Regions from separate parts of the Triticum aestivum genome. Here region 1 is linked to region 2. A link is a contact called in public Hi-C data. All regions are on one chromosome and are shown on one strand. The core of a region is the stretch at or near the end of the contact, and the rest is flanking DNA. Distances in the headings are between cores, read along the strand shown. Region 1 holds the start of LOC123123003 (disease resistance protein RGA2). Region 2 has its middle 44 kb from the start of LOC123123001.

Region 1 (6,709 bases), core at 816-3,315, 55 kb before region 2:
ATCACCGGGACAGGATCATAAGAATGATCAAGAGCCTGTCCCCTAGGGTGGTGACTCTTGTTGAGCAGGAGTCGAACACAAACACAAGTGCATTCTTGCCAAGGTACTTGGAGACCCTCGACTACTATACGGCAATGTTTGAGTCAATAGATGTTGCTCTACCAAGGGATGATAAGAGGCGGATTAGCACGGAGCAACACTGTGTGGCAAGGGATATCGTCAATTTAATCGCGTGCGAGGGTGCTGAAAGGGTTGAGAGGCACGAGGTGTTTGGGAAATGGAAGGCGAGGTTTGCAATGGCTGGATTCAGGCCGTACCCGCTGAGTTCGGTGGTGAACAACACCATCAAAACGCTGCTGGATAGCTACCACAGTTGCTACAGGCTTGAGGAGAGGGACGGAGTCCTTTACCTTGGTTGGAAGGGCAGAGTGTTGGTCGTGTCTTCTGCGTGGTGCTGACATGTCTTGAGGAGAAGCTCATGTCATGTATGTACACTGTTTTTATTGTTGAAACTTAATTCTTGAGTGATTCGTGTTACGTCGATCCACGATATTTCTATAGCCTGACTTGTCCTTTACCCAATTTCAGATGGAACCTGAGCTTATCAGGTCGGTTCAGTTTTCTGTCTGCTCACTGGCCATCTAATTCACTGGAACCTGAGCTTGATTGATTTGTCCTTTCTCCAGTTTCAGATGGAACCTGAGCTTATATAAGGGCTTTGCTGCTTGTCTGCACCAGGAGTTGCTGTGATGATACCGCGACAGCCGTGACTTAGAAGAAGGCATAGTGATTAAATAAATAAATATGTTCATAGCTAGGAATTTGGTGTGTTGTGGTTTGCTCCCGTTGTTCTAGGATTGACATGCTTGTAATATACTGTACTACTAATTAGAGGATGTTTAGAGACGATTAAAGGGTATGCAGGCACAAGAGGCGGCTGTTGCATGTGTCCTCACTCTCGTGGATTTGTGTGATGATGACGTGATGGTTTATTACGACCTCTTCTGCTGCTTGCTGCCCTGAAATAATACTACAGTACTGAATGTTATAGCGTACTGATTCAGGAGAAAAGTCTAGGAAATATGTGATGAACCTGTGACGTACTAGTATAATGCCGCTCTGGAGGGAGATCCAGCTCACATCCAAATCTGTGCAATATGGAAAGCTCTCGAAGCTCATCTTCTCTGATACTTCTTCAAGCTAGGAGTGTATTTGTATTTGAAAAAGAAGGGTCTTTGGAAGAATTACCAACAATCCTCTGCGCTTCTCATTTCTGGTATGTGTGATACAGTTTAACTGAACACCGCACGATTACAGTGACTGATTATACAAGAGTAAGAATTGCTGAGATGATCAGTGTGTTACTAACTATGACAGCAAAGGGAGCTGCGAGGAGCATATACCCATCTGTAATAAGATGGCCTAAATTTCTTCTTCCTTCCCATTATGGTCTAAATTTTAAAACAGCCAAATTATCTTCTAGACCATGTAATAAGATGGCTGTCAAAAAAGAAGAAGAAATAAAGGCTTGCATTGGTTGCTGGAAACAGAGCATGCATGAAGCAGCTCCTCTGTTTCCGCTAGCTGCATCTGCATGCGTGCTCTGTTTCGTCCCTGGTCCCAGAGTACTTCATTCCATAAAGGCCATCTTACTATCTTAGGCATTGCATTCTGAATTTGTGATTCTTTCTCGTTACAACCATAACTGAATAATCTCCGTGTCTGAAAAACAAGCAACCTGTCGTCATGAGTTCATCTGAAATAATGATGCCTGCACGTCCTTACTGCCTCTTTGAAACAAATACTATATATTGTACGTAGCTGTTACAGTGTAGTATGCTATACAATGCACCTTCGACCAATACTATGTAGGCTTTGCAGTTTTGGACTTCACGTGGTTATTTTCCTTTATTCTTACCGGGTGCTTAATAGTTACTCCCTCCGTAAACAGATATAAGACGTTTTAGATCACTATAAACTATTTACAGAGGAATATTACGTAAAACAAAATCGTGAGTGGCCATGGGTGCTAAATTTGTTAATGTTTTGGAGAGCTTAGCATCCGAGTAACGATTGATATTGTTCAGGAAAATGCCCATGATGACCTGTGCTACGATGTTCTTAATCTTTGCAGTAAGAGTATGCAGTGACAAGTTTTGTGGAAATCTTATTTGGTTGGTGAGCCATCTTATTATTTTTCTATCCCATCAGTAGCTGTCTTTATTTTGTTAACTTTTTGCTCATCTGCACAAAATAGAGAAACATCAAAATAGTCTGAAAGTGACACTCTTGTATTTGGTCCACATGGTTCTTCCAGCTGCATTCTTTACAATGTATAAACAGAAGACTGAAATAAATACTTTTTGTGGTGTAGGAATATTCAACTGTGCGAACTTCATTCAGTCACCGATTATGCTTTATTGAAAAGGTCATGCTTCTGGAAGACTGCAGCCTTTATTGACCGACCCCTTCATGTCACCTCCGGAATCGTGTTGCTGCTCTTTGCAAATTATCTTCCATTCGTCATTGCTCCCAGGGAGGTCTCATCTCAGCTCAGCATGGAGGTTCTGATTTCAGCAGTTGCGGGCGATCTTGTCGGCAGGTTCATCTCTTTCCTGGCTCAAAATTATGGCACCCACACATGTGAGGAGGAGGATCGTAGAAGGTTGGAACGCATCTTGCTGAGGATGCACACCGTTGTTGAAGAAGCAGAGGGGCGGCGCATCACAAATCGAGGGATGCTCCGGCAGCTGAAGGCGCTCATCGAGGGTATGTACCTTGGGTACTACATGCTGGACAGGCTCAGGGTCCAGTCCCTTGGAGAAGAGAGCGTCGAGGATGACGAGGTGAGTTATCGGAGCCAATCTTTTGCCGTTTCTACTTTTAATACCGCCAAGCGCCTTCGTTTGGCTGTTGCTGCTTCTATAACGAAGAACACACCAGTAGCATTTGGGGCCGGGAGCACAACAAAGTTGAAAAGTGTTCTTGAAAGTTTGGAGGCTCATACCGCAGATATGAGAGAGTTTGTGATGCTCCTTGGCAGCTGCCCTCGCCTGTCTCGCCAGCCATACGATACATATCTACACATGGATAAGTGCATGTTTGGTCGCCACATCGAGAAAGAGCAACTCCTCAACTTCTTACTATGCAGTGATGATAGTCATGACGGAACAAATTTCTGCATCCTTCCGATCATCGGCCCGTGCAGAGTCGGAAAGAAAACTCTGGTGCAACATGCTTGCAGGGATGAGAGGGTGCGGGGTCGTTTCTCCCACATGTTTTTCTATAAAGGCGATGACCCGCATATTGGAGAATTTGCGGCGAACTGCAAGGCAGGCTCGGGGAAGTACTTATTTGTTGTTGATTTCAGCTGGGATGTGGATGCGGTGGCATGGGAGAACTTCCGATCATGCCTGCAGAAGATGCCAGGTGCTTGGAGTAAAATTGTAGTGATAGGCACAACAGATCAAGTTGCTAAAATGGGAACTGCCCAACCCATCAGGATGAAGAGTTTGCCCCAAGAAGAATACTGGTACTTCTTCAAGGCACTTGCCTTTGGAAGCATGGATCCTGATGAGAACCCAAGACTGGCATCTCTGGGAATGCAGTTGGCTACTCACCTAAATGGATCTTTTCTTGGTGCAAATATAATTGGTGGGGTATTAAGAGCTAATCCTGATACTAAATTTTGGTGCAACATGTTACTGAGGATAAGAGAACTAGTTCGGACGCACGGCTCCTTCGGCATACACCCCGAGGACCTTTTCGAGAGAAATATCCCTGTCAACTTCACCAAGTCGTCCTATGTGGGGGCTAAGATTCAAGGATGTTGGGCTTACGATTTGAGGGAGACTGGCCCGGAGCAAAGTGAGCTGCCGAAACTGACATGGCAACAACTGCTAACCGGTGCTGAAATTCCTGATGATGAAGACAGGTTTGATGTGTTGGCATGGAGATCTCGGATCCCACCTTACCGCGACTACATCGTTACTTTTGAGAAACAGAAACCACGTCGTAAGGTCAGCAGGAGGAATCATCTGGCGCCAAGAAAAACATCGGCATAAATGTTAATCTGGCAAACACAAGTGCAAGGATGAACTATATATGTCCTTATCCTATAGGTCAATAGGTCATTATTCTGCTCCTGTGTTTACTCATAGCTGTATGTACCTGCCCATGTTACTGTGGAGATGTAAAATGCCATCAGTGAATATTGAACTCTCTTACTGCGGAGACAAGTCCATATTTTACCTTGCTCAGCCTTTTGGTAGAGTTCAAATGCAACTCTCAACTCTAATACAATCTTGTATTGCGTGGTGGCCATGGTCGTTTTAGAAGGCTTCTCCCTCGCGCAGGCCGCCGGCCATGTCATCCGACGCCATAGCATGAGCGCCTGCTGCTGTTGGAGATCACTAACAGCTTCTCCTTTTCACAACCGCTTCACAGCTCTCGGCCATTTCTTGCTCAGCTTCAGACTCTTCACGCGCTTCCTCTGACTCCATGATCAACAACTCCAGTCGTATCTCCGTAGTGGCAGGGGCGGATCCACCACAGGTCATGGGTGTACAGATGTACACCCAAAAACTCGTGCAAACAAAAATATAGCTATACATATGACAAAAAAAAAAGACTACGCAGCAGCCTACCTAGCCAACAGGCCAATAGCTTAGTTGGCAGCAGCCCTGGAGCAGCAACCAGTCACTTGTGCGCAGAGCTCAGTGCCCTCACGCATCGAAAGACTAGTCCATTGCTAAAAAAAACTCATTCAGTCCAAATCAGCCGCCAGTCGGCGCCTGAGAGGCTGACGCGGATGACCACGGCGGTGCTCGGTGCGGCTGTACCGATGGAGAGCTCGACCAAGCTGCCGACACTGGATGGGATGGATCCCCATGTTCAAAGCCGTACAGTACGGCAGTGCCATGTCCGCCGCCGTTGGTGCCAATACTGCAGTACACTAGGACATACAGGTGACGGGTCATCCGGTGGGGATGAGCGGCGCGAGGGCCGCCGTCAAGATTGTTGACGCCGGGCACGTCGGCAAATTTGACAAATTTGACCTATAGACGAAATCAAATCACATAATGAACTGTCCGTGAAACTATTTCACGCGACTGACCCGTGGCGCCTAGCTCTCAGGCGCTGCACTAGTGCAACGCCTAGGAGCTAGGCGCTACACTGTATAGTGTGGCGCCTAGCTTTCAGGCGCTGCACACTGACTTAGTAATTTTCGGATCACACGGGTGCGACGCTGGCCGTGTAGCGCCTATCTGTGAGGCGTTGCACAGTGTAGTGTGGCGCCTTCGTGTCGGGCGTCACACAAAAAGGTCAGGCGCGTGAAATAGTTTCACGGACAGTTCATTTTGTGATTTGATTTCGTCCATAGGTCAAATTTGTCAAACTTGCCGGGCACGTCTCGGTCTTGTTCCAACTGCCAACAATCTCAATCCTAAGCCTAAGGTGAATCCCATACAGAGTTCCAATATGAAATTGCATTCGCTGATATGAATTTAGAGAGTCACTGTCCTGATCTAATTTGATTGATTTCATTAGCAATAAAAACAGTAAAAAAAATTGAAGACTAGGCTGAAACAGGAACAAATGTCGGTTTTGGCTGGAATTTTTTTTTGAACACCCAAAGTTGAATTCCTGGATCCGCCACTGCGTAGTGGCCATAAGTTTACGGGCCCGCACCATCTCGTTGCACACGCACATACAGCTCCGCTTCAGAAGTTTTCCGTCGTAGAGTGACCCATCATTCCTCAACTTATAGAGCTCATCTCCTGAGAATTCCTGAAATAAGCAACCATGGGCGTATTTACATGATGCGACGTTCCTTTTTTTTTGACAACTACCTAATGCAAAGTTCCCATCAAGTGTAATGTACAGCAGGAACATGGTAAGGGCAATTTTAAAAAAGTATTACTTGGTCTATGATTTACCAGTTCGGGATATGCTTCGTCGTCGTCATCAGGGAAGATTAAAATCTTCAAAGCTGTCGCAAGTTTCATCGCGCTCCATCCTTCGCACTGAATGCCGGATACCTCTTGGAGGATCTTACCGCATCTTTGCAAGCATTCAGAATGCTTGGTCCCGCATACCAACTCGTAGTCATACAAGACACATGCATACTCGATAATCTTGTCATTACCCTGGCAGGATATATACAAGGAAGCAAGGGACATTGCATGACTATTAATGCTGACCAATTTTGCTTCAGTGATTGCAGAAAAGAAAACATCTACACAAATAATATTGCATCGAAAACTTCGGTCACTGCAGCAAACTACTGGAAAGTGGATGACAGGTAGGAGTATAAAGCAGTCTGGGAGTAGTGATTTTTTCCGAAACTTGGTTTTTGGTCTCTTATTTGGTTTTTGATTTGGTCTCTGTATGAAGGTTTGGTCTCTATTGGATTGGATTGAGAGATGGAAAACCAGTCCGGTTCGGTTTGGGTTTGGGTTGTGCCCAAGAACCGGTGCAAAGTATATATGGTATGAGGCCGAAAATCGATAGGTTAGTCTGAGCCGCCGCTGCCCAGACGTGCTAGGGTTAGGGGCCATCGTGCCGCCCCGCCGCGGATGTCGCCGGCAGTGGCCTTCCCCTTCCTCTTAACCACCAGAGATTATCCTTGGTCCCTTCTGGCTTCTGCTGTAGCTGTTCTTCCCCCAATCCCTTTTCAGTTTTCTCTTTCACCCTCCCGCCCGCGGCA
Region 2 (7,006 bases), core at 1,063-3,562:
TATCAAGCGCGTCACCTAATATATCAAGACATTCGTATTCAATTTCAGCACTCTTTTCCTGTCAAAAAGAAGAAATGTATCAAGACAATCATAAGTCAGTGCCAGTGGGGCACTACAGTCCTGCAGGTGTGCTAACTTCCTAGGAGTAATCAGCAAAGGCTGTGATGCACAGGTTCCAGTTAAGAGATAACATACAAAAAGTTAATAGATCATCAAGTGACAACAAACCATGAAACCACTATTTACATTTTTATTACTGGAGCTTCGTACTAATAATAATAGGATGTGGACCAGATGTAAAACTCGTTGATGCTACTGAAGTACTTGGCATGCAAGTCAATAAAGCCTAATCATAGATTAAAGTAAAATGCTGGAGTAGAAAGAATAGTAGGAAACTAACCTTTAAACTTGGAAATGAAGGGATCCAAGAGGTGACAAAAGGTGAAATCTCAATTAGTTCTTCATTGGATCCAATTAACGTCACTGTTCCATTAATAGAATCCAGTAGATATAAATGCCCAACACCATTAATCCCCATGATAATATGCTCAGCCCCAACGGAAACACCGTACATTGTCAAAAACTCCCCACAGCCACTCCTTGACGTGTCCCACTCAATACAATTAAGGCTTTCCACAATATCAATGTGACAGGCAAATATAGAAGGAACATGAATCCTAAAGACAGGAGTCCAGGTATCTGACAAATACGACCATATTTGAATGTCGAAACCATCAACATGGACATACAGGAAATCAGAATAATTCGATCGGCATATCTGTTGAAAACGCCATTCATATGACCCATTTGGCAGAGGGATGACAGATGCAGAACAATCCTCCATTGTGACTTTCACTAAGAATCCATCAATAGAGAGCATATATATAAAGCGGTTGACACACAGCGCAGTCTTACAGAAGGGCCCTTCCCCAAGAGAAATACCAACATCAGCGGTGTTTCTATACTCTATCCAAGTACCAGACTCAAGAACACATAACTGAATATGCAGAAGATTAGCCATGGCGATGACAACCACGCGGACTACGCTATCACCATCGAAGAGGTAAAAATCACCACAATGATGGCCATGAATATTTCGGAAAGGTGGGGCTAGCGGAAATGTGCAGAAACTCTTCATGAATGGATTGGAGATGGCGATCGAGTCTTCCAGTTTTAGAAGAACAGAGCCACCACGAATGTCTTGCGCATCTCTAAGACCACCCGAAAACGAAGTCAATAGGAAATTGCCAACATATGCAAACTCAGGGGGCAGTGGCAGCGGTATGAACTCTATATCATCCCCACCATCAAACTCAGCAAAAAACCCGACGAACTGGCTAATTTGTTTTTTTGCGGAAAGGGTCGAGGAAACCAGGATCTAAGTCTATACCAATCCTTACACACAAGCGAAGCATGCAGAAGGGTTGTTGGATCCTGGATATGGAGCAAGATATCAAACAACAAATACTTGATGCTGAAGGCCTGGTGGGGTTCCTGCGAGGCCTGCCCTGATCGCAGCCGTTTTGGTGACATCTCTGTCTCAGGTATGTCTAGGAACAAGACATTACAGATGTTACTTCCAATTTGTGGTTATCACAGCCATGCAACAATCAAACAATGCGTACACCAAGTCAACTAATACCAAACTACCAACAATCAGACAGTGCATACAGCAATCGTGACATCTCTGTCTCAGTCATACCAACAATCAGACAATGCATACATCTCTGTCTCAGGTATGCTAGAAACAATAAATTGCAAATGCCACTTCCAATTCGTGGTTATCACACCCATACAATAATCAGACAAGGCATACACCAATTCAACTACAGACTACCAGTGAGAAAATTACCAGCGGTGGAGAGGCGCCGCAGGGGAAGCAGGCCGCGGCGGTCAGCGGAGGCGGAAACACGGCGGCCTCGCCCCGGGACGGATGGCTCCGCGGCGGCGGAAGAACGGGGCCGGGGCGCAGCGGAGGAGGCCGTCGTCGTCGGCTGCTCTGCTCGTCGCCGCCGCGGGGGAAGGCCGGGGCCAGCAGGAGCGGACGGCCCCGCTGCGCACCGCAGCAGCCAGCAGCACGGGGCGCGGCGGCCAGGAATGGGGGTGGAGGGGGGGAGGCAGCGCCGGCGGACGGCGGCGGACTGCAGGACAGCAGGTTGAGCGCCGCTGCCGCCGGGATGATGGGGAGGTGAGGGAGAGTGGGTGGAAGGGTCGGGAGGTTTCTGGAGACGGGGGGGAAGGGGTTTGCTCCGGGCGTACGAAATTACGGCAGGCTTGCTAATTTCGACCAGTTTTCTTTAATTCGGGAGGATCCATGGAACCGAAATATCATCTCACCAGCTCAAAAATAAAAACATCTCACCACGGCGTCCGCGTGGCAGGCCTGGCCCAGATAGTATTTCCATAGCGGTTCCTCAGGCCCATAGAATTCAGAGAAAAAGAAAGAGGGCCCAAGATGCAACGGGACACTGTAACGCAAAGCCCACCGCGCTGCTGCTGGATAGGGAGGACTTGAATTGATCGCTGGTCCTGCGTACGAATTTCGTGTTTTTCAGGACACTAGTAACCTGTACATTCCCCTAAAAAAATTAAACATGTATATTAATTGCATGTAAATATTAGGTAGGATATTATTTCCGGATTAATTGTGTGATTGGCGCTAATGTTGATATTTTGTCGATATTAATTGCATGCTAAACATGTTAAGCACTCATCATTGGAGCAGTCCAAATCGTTGGATTGACCTGATTTGATGGTCGAGATTATTTTAAAATTATGAATATTTTTTTTCGAAACACAAACATTTTCTGAAATTTCCCAAAGAATTTGAATTTGCAAACTAATTGGAAAACATGCACATTTTAAAAAAATGAAAATTTTATAAAAATAGGGACATTTTTGGAAATTTTTGAATTTACTTTGAATTTATGATAAAAGTTAAAAATGTAAACATTTTTTGAATTTTGATATTCTAAACTTTTTTGAATTGTCAAACATTGTTTCTAAAATAGGCGGATAATTTTTGAAATTCTAAACTTTTTTGGATTTCAGAATAAAATTTGAAAACAAGAACATTTTCTAAAAGAATTGAACAAATTTTGAAAAATATGAACATTTTTTAAATAAAAAATAAACTTGAAAATGAAAATTGGAAATGAAAGAAAATAAAAAAGAAAGTGAAATAGAGAAAAGAAAAATGAGGAAAAGGAAAGAGAAAATAAACAAAATAGGAGAAACAAAAAATAAAAAAGAAACATAATAAGAAAAAAATACTTTCTAGAACATTTCCAAAACCGGAAAAGCACGGCTAGAACCTCTAGAAGGTTCCCTAAGCCGGAACCGCTTAAAAGCTTAAGAGTGAAAAGATGTATTCAAAAATAAGAAGTTGCAAATATTGGGCCACCAAAAATATTAAGAGTATCTGTTGCAACTGGGTCAACATATTGTTTGGTAGTTCTAATAGTATACCCACATAAAACATAAGCAATGCTAGTATACACGCGATGGAGTATCTACTACTCTTAAAAAAAAGAGTTGGCGATGATGGTGTGCCTGCCATCCTGCAATATAGACCGCCCGATTTATATCTGATGGATATGAAGGAAACTATGCCAATTTTGTAAAAAGATACCCACACCCCTCTCCACATTTGCAAATAAGGCCTTCCCTCATTCATCCTTTTTCTCTCACAAGATAAACTACTCATATAAAAGCATCTTGATGTTCCCTACCTACCTCTTGCTTTTCTCTCTCAACTTTTTCATCGAAGTAACCGGCTCCTCTACAAGATCCCATCATGGTCTGCAAGCAGCCATCTTTTTCATCTCTCTTATCCACATCAATCATTCCTCATACGTGGATAATAGGGTAGTTGTCCATGCTGGAGCGTAGTACATGCTCTCAGCCTCCTCTCCTCGTCCACCCGCCATCGTAGAGCTCGATAATTTCACTATGCATGAAACATGCTAAGAGAGACATCTCGACTAACATGCAACCTCCCCCCCCCCCCCCTAATCAACAATACTACTAATAAAATAGTACTACTAATAGAACAATGGACAAAAGGCATGCATTTGTGATAAACAATTATTCTCGTCTCCGGGCAGATACACTCTTATATGTTCTTTGAAAATCCACGTGTTGGCACCATGATTGTGCCTCCGTTTGTTTGGATTGTGGTTATGACAAAAGCGCAAGTGGGCTGACTATGGTTGTAAAGCTGTTGTGCTAGGGAAGAGAGTGTGATGAGGCTTCTTTCTTTGGTACAGTACTACGTCTTACAGTGCATGTGAGTGGAGAAAATATCTAATTGTAATTGGTTTGTCCTCAGTCACACACACACACATACACACAAAACAGTCTGTCATAATGTTGTTTTATATTATGCCACTTTGTAAGTAAATAATTTAGCCACAAATATTGATATATATTGTTTTAATATCTTTAGAATAATGATGATGAATTTGTTTATGGATGATGCTTGCAAATTAATTTTAATTGATCTTGACGTTGTAGATGAACACATACATCATGAATATCAAAGGTCCCCTCTGAAAGGATCGATATAGTTGACTAGAGGGGGGGTTGAATAGGCAACTAACAATTTTTAGCTTTTCTTTACCAATTTAAACTTTGCATCAAAGTAGGTTGTCTAGATATGCAACTAGGTGAGCAACCTATATGATGCAACAACTGTTGGAAATATGCCCTAGAGGCAATAATAAATGGTTATTATTATATTTCTTTGTTCATGATAATAGTCTATTATTCATGCTATAATTGTATTGTCCGAAAATCGTAATACATGTGTGAATACATAGACCACAAAGTGTCCCTAGTAAGCCTCTAGTTGACTAGCTCGTTGATCAATAGATAGTCATGGTTTCCTGACTATGGACATTGGATGTCATTGATAACGGGATCACATCATTAGGAGAATGATGTGATGGACAAGACCCAACTTAAGCATAGCATAAAAGATCGTGTAGTTTCGTTTGCTAGAGCTTTTCCGATGTCAAGTATCTTTTCCTTAGACCATGAGATCGTGCAACTCCCGGATACCGTAGGAGTGCTTTGGGTGTGCCAAACGTCACAACGTAACTGGGTGACTATAAAGGTGCACTACGGGTATCTCCGAAAGTGTCTGTTGGGTTGGCACGGATCGAGACTGGGATTTGTCACTCCGTGTGACGGAGAGGTATCTCTGGGCCCACTCGGTAATGCATCATCATAATGAGCTCAATGTGACTAAGGCGTTAGTCACGGGATCATGCATTGCGGTACGAGTAAAGAGACTTGCCGGTAACGAGATTGAACAAGGTATTGGGATACCGACGATCGAATCTCGGGCAAGTAACATACCGATTGACAAAGGGAATTGCATACGGATTGATTGAATCCTCGACACCGTGGTTCATCCGATGAGATCATCGTGGAGCATGTGGGAGCCAACATGGGTATCCAGATCCCGCTGTTGGTTATTGACCGGAGAGGCGTCTCGGTCATGTCTGCATGTCTCCCGAACCCGTAGGGTCTACACACTTAAGGTCCGGTGACGCTAGGGTTGTAGAGATATATGTATGCGGAAACCCTAAAGTTGTTCGGAGTCCCGGATGAGATCCCGGACGTCACGAGAGGTTCCGGAATGGTCCGGAGGTGAAGAATTATATATAGGAAGTCCAGTTTCGGCCACCGGGAAAGTTTCGGGGGTTATCCGTATTGTACCGGGACCACCGGAAGGGTCCCGGGGGTCCACCGGGTGGGGCCACCTGTCCCGGAGGGCCCCGTGGGCTGAAAGTGGAAGGGAACCAGCCCCTAGTGGGCTGGGGCGCCCCCCTTGGGCCTCCCCCCATGCGCCTAGGGTTGGGAACCCTAGGGGGAGTTCCCCCTTGCCTTGGGGGGCAAGGCAACCCCTTCCCCCCCTTGTGGCCGCCGCCCCCTTGAGATCCCATCTCTTGGGGCTGGCGCACCCCCCCTCCCAGGGGCCTATATAAAGGGGGGAGGGAGGGCAGCACACAACAGCCTTGGGCGCCTCCCTCCTCCCCTGCAACACCTCTCTCTCTCGTAGAAGCTTGGCGAAGCCCTGCACGAGACCCGCTACATCCACCACCACGCCGTCGTGCTGCTGGATCTCCATCAACCTCTCCTTCCCCCTTGCTGGATCAAGAAGGAGGAGACGTTGCTGCACCGTACGTGTGTTGAACGCGGAGGTGCCGTCCGTTCGGCACTCGGTCATCGGTGATTTGGATCACGGCGAGTACGACTCCGTCATCCACGTTCATTGGAACGCTTCCGCTCGCGATCTACAAGGGTATGTAGATGCACTCCCTTCCCCTCGTTGCTAGTAGACTCCATAGATGCATCTTGGTGAACGTAGGAAAATTTTAAAATTATGCTACGATTCCCAACAACAACAACAACAAGCACACGAGCAAGCAAGGGATATATCACAAATAAGCTTGCAAAAGTAAAGGCACGAAATAACCAAGAGTGAAGCCGGTGAAGACGAGGATGTGTTACCGAAGTTCCTTCCCTTTGAGGGGAAGTACGTCTCCGTTGGAGCGGTGTGGAGGCACAATGCTCCCCAAGAAGCCACTAGGGCCACCGTATTCTCCTCACGCCCTCACACAATGCGAGATGTCGTGATTCCACTATTGGTGCCCTTGGAGGCGGCGACCGAACCTTTAAAAACAAGGTTGGGGCAATCTCCACAACTTAATTGGAGGCTCCCAACGACACCACGAAGCTTCACCACAATGGACTATGGTTCCGCGGTGACCTCAACCGTCTAGGGGGCTCAAACACCCAAGAGTAACAAGATCCGCTAGGGATTAGTGGGGGGAATCAAATTTCTCTTGGTGGAAGTGTAGATCGGGGCCTTCTCAACCAATCCCAAGCAAATCAACAAGTTTGATTGGCTAGGGAGAGAGATCGGGCGAAAATAGAGCTTGGAGCAACAATGGAGCTTTTGGGGGAAGAGGTAAGTCAACTTTGGAGAAGAAGACCC

The links. Hi-C and Micro-C count contacts between places; a contact is called where the count stands out from the background.
Region 1: a Hi-C map of leaf shows a contact between it and region 2, with 3 times the contacts expected there. The contact joins the promoter of LOC123123003 here to the enhancer-like site in region 2. A contact is called at or near these places in 2 of 5 Hi-C or Micro-C datasets (both in leaf).

Annotation. Positions count from the first base shown.
Region 1 is chr5D:483,296,132-483,302,840 of IWGSC CS RefSeq v2.1, reverse strand. LOC123123003 (disease resistance protein RGA2) reads left to right here and starts at 2,065. Exons shown (of 1, transcript XM_044543399.1): 1 at 2,065-4,248. The coding sequence starts at 2,559. The coding sequence ends at 4,064. LOC123123002 (scarecrow-like protein 21) reads left to right here. Exons shown (of 4, transcript XM_044543397.1): 2 at 1-485; 3 at 589-608; 4 at 687-995. The coding sequence ends at 458.
Region 2 is chr5D:483,240,912-483,247,917 of IWGSC CS RefSeq v2.1, reverse strand. It overlaps the pseudogene LOC123120957. Among protein-coding and RNA genes, the nearest start is that of LOC123123001, 44 kb to the left of the region's middle. Within about 2 kb of position 2,312, at least 6 of the 8 cell types and tissues checked have an H3K27ac peak or open chromatin away from gene starts, as enhancers often do. A contact at or near this core is called in leaf, where this site is marked.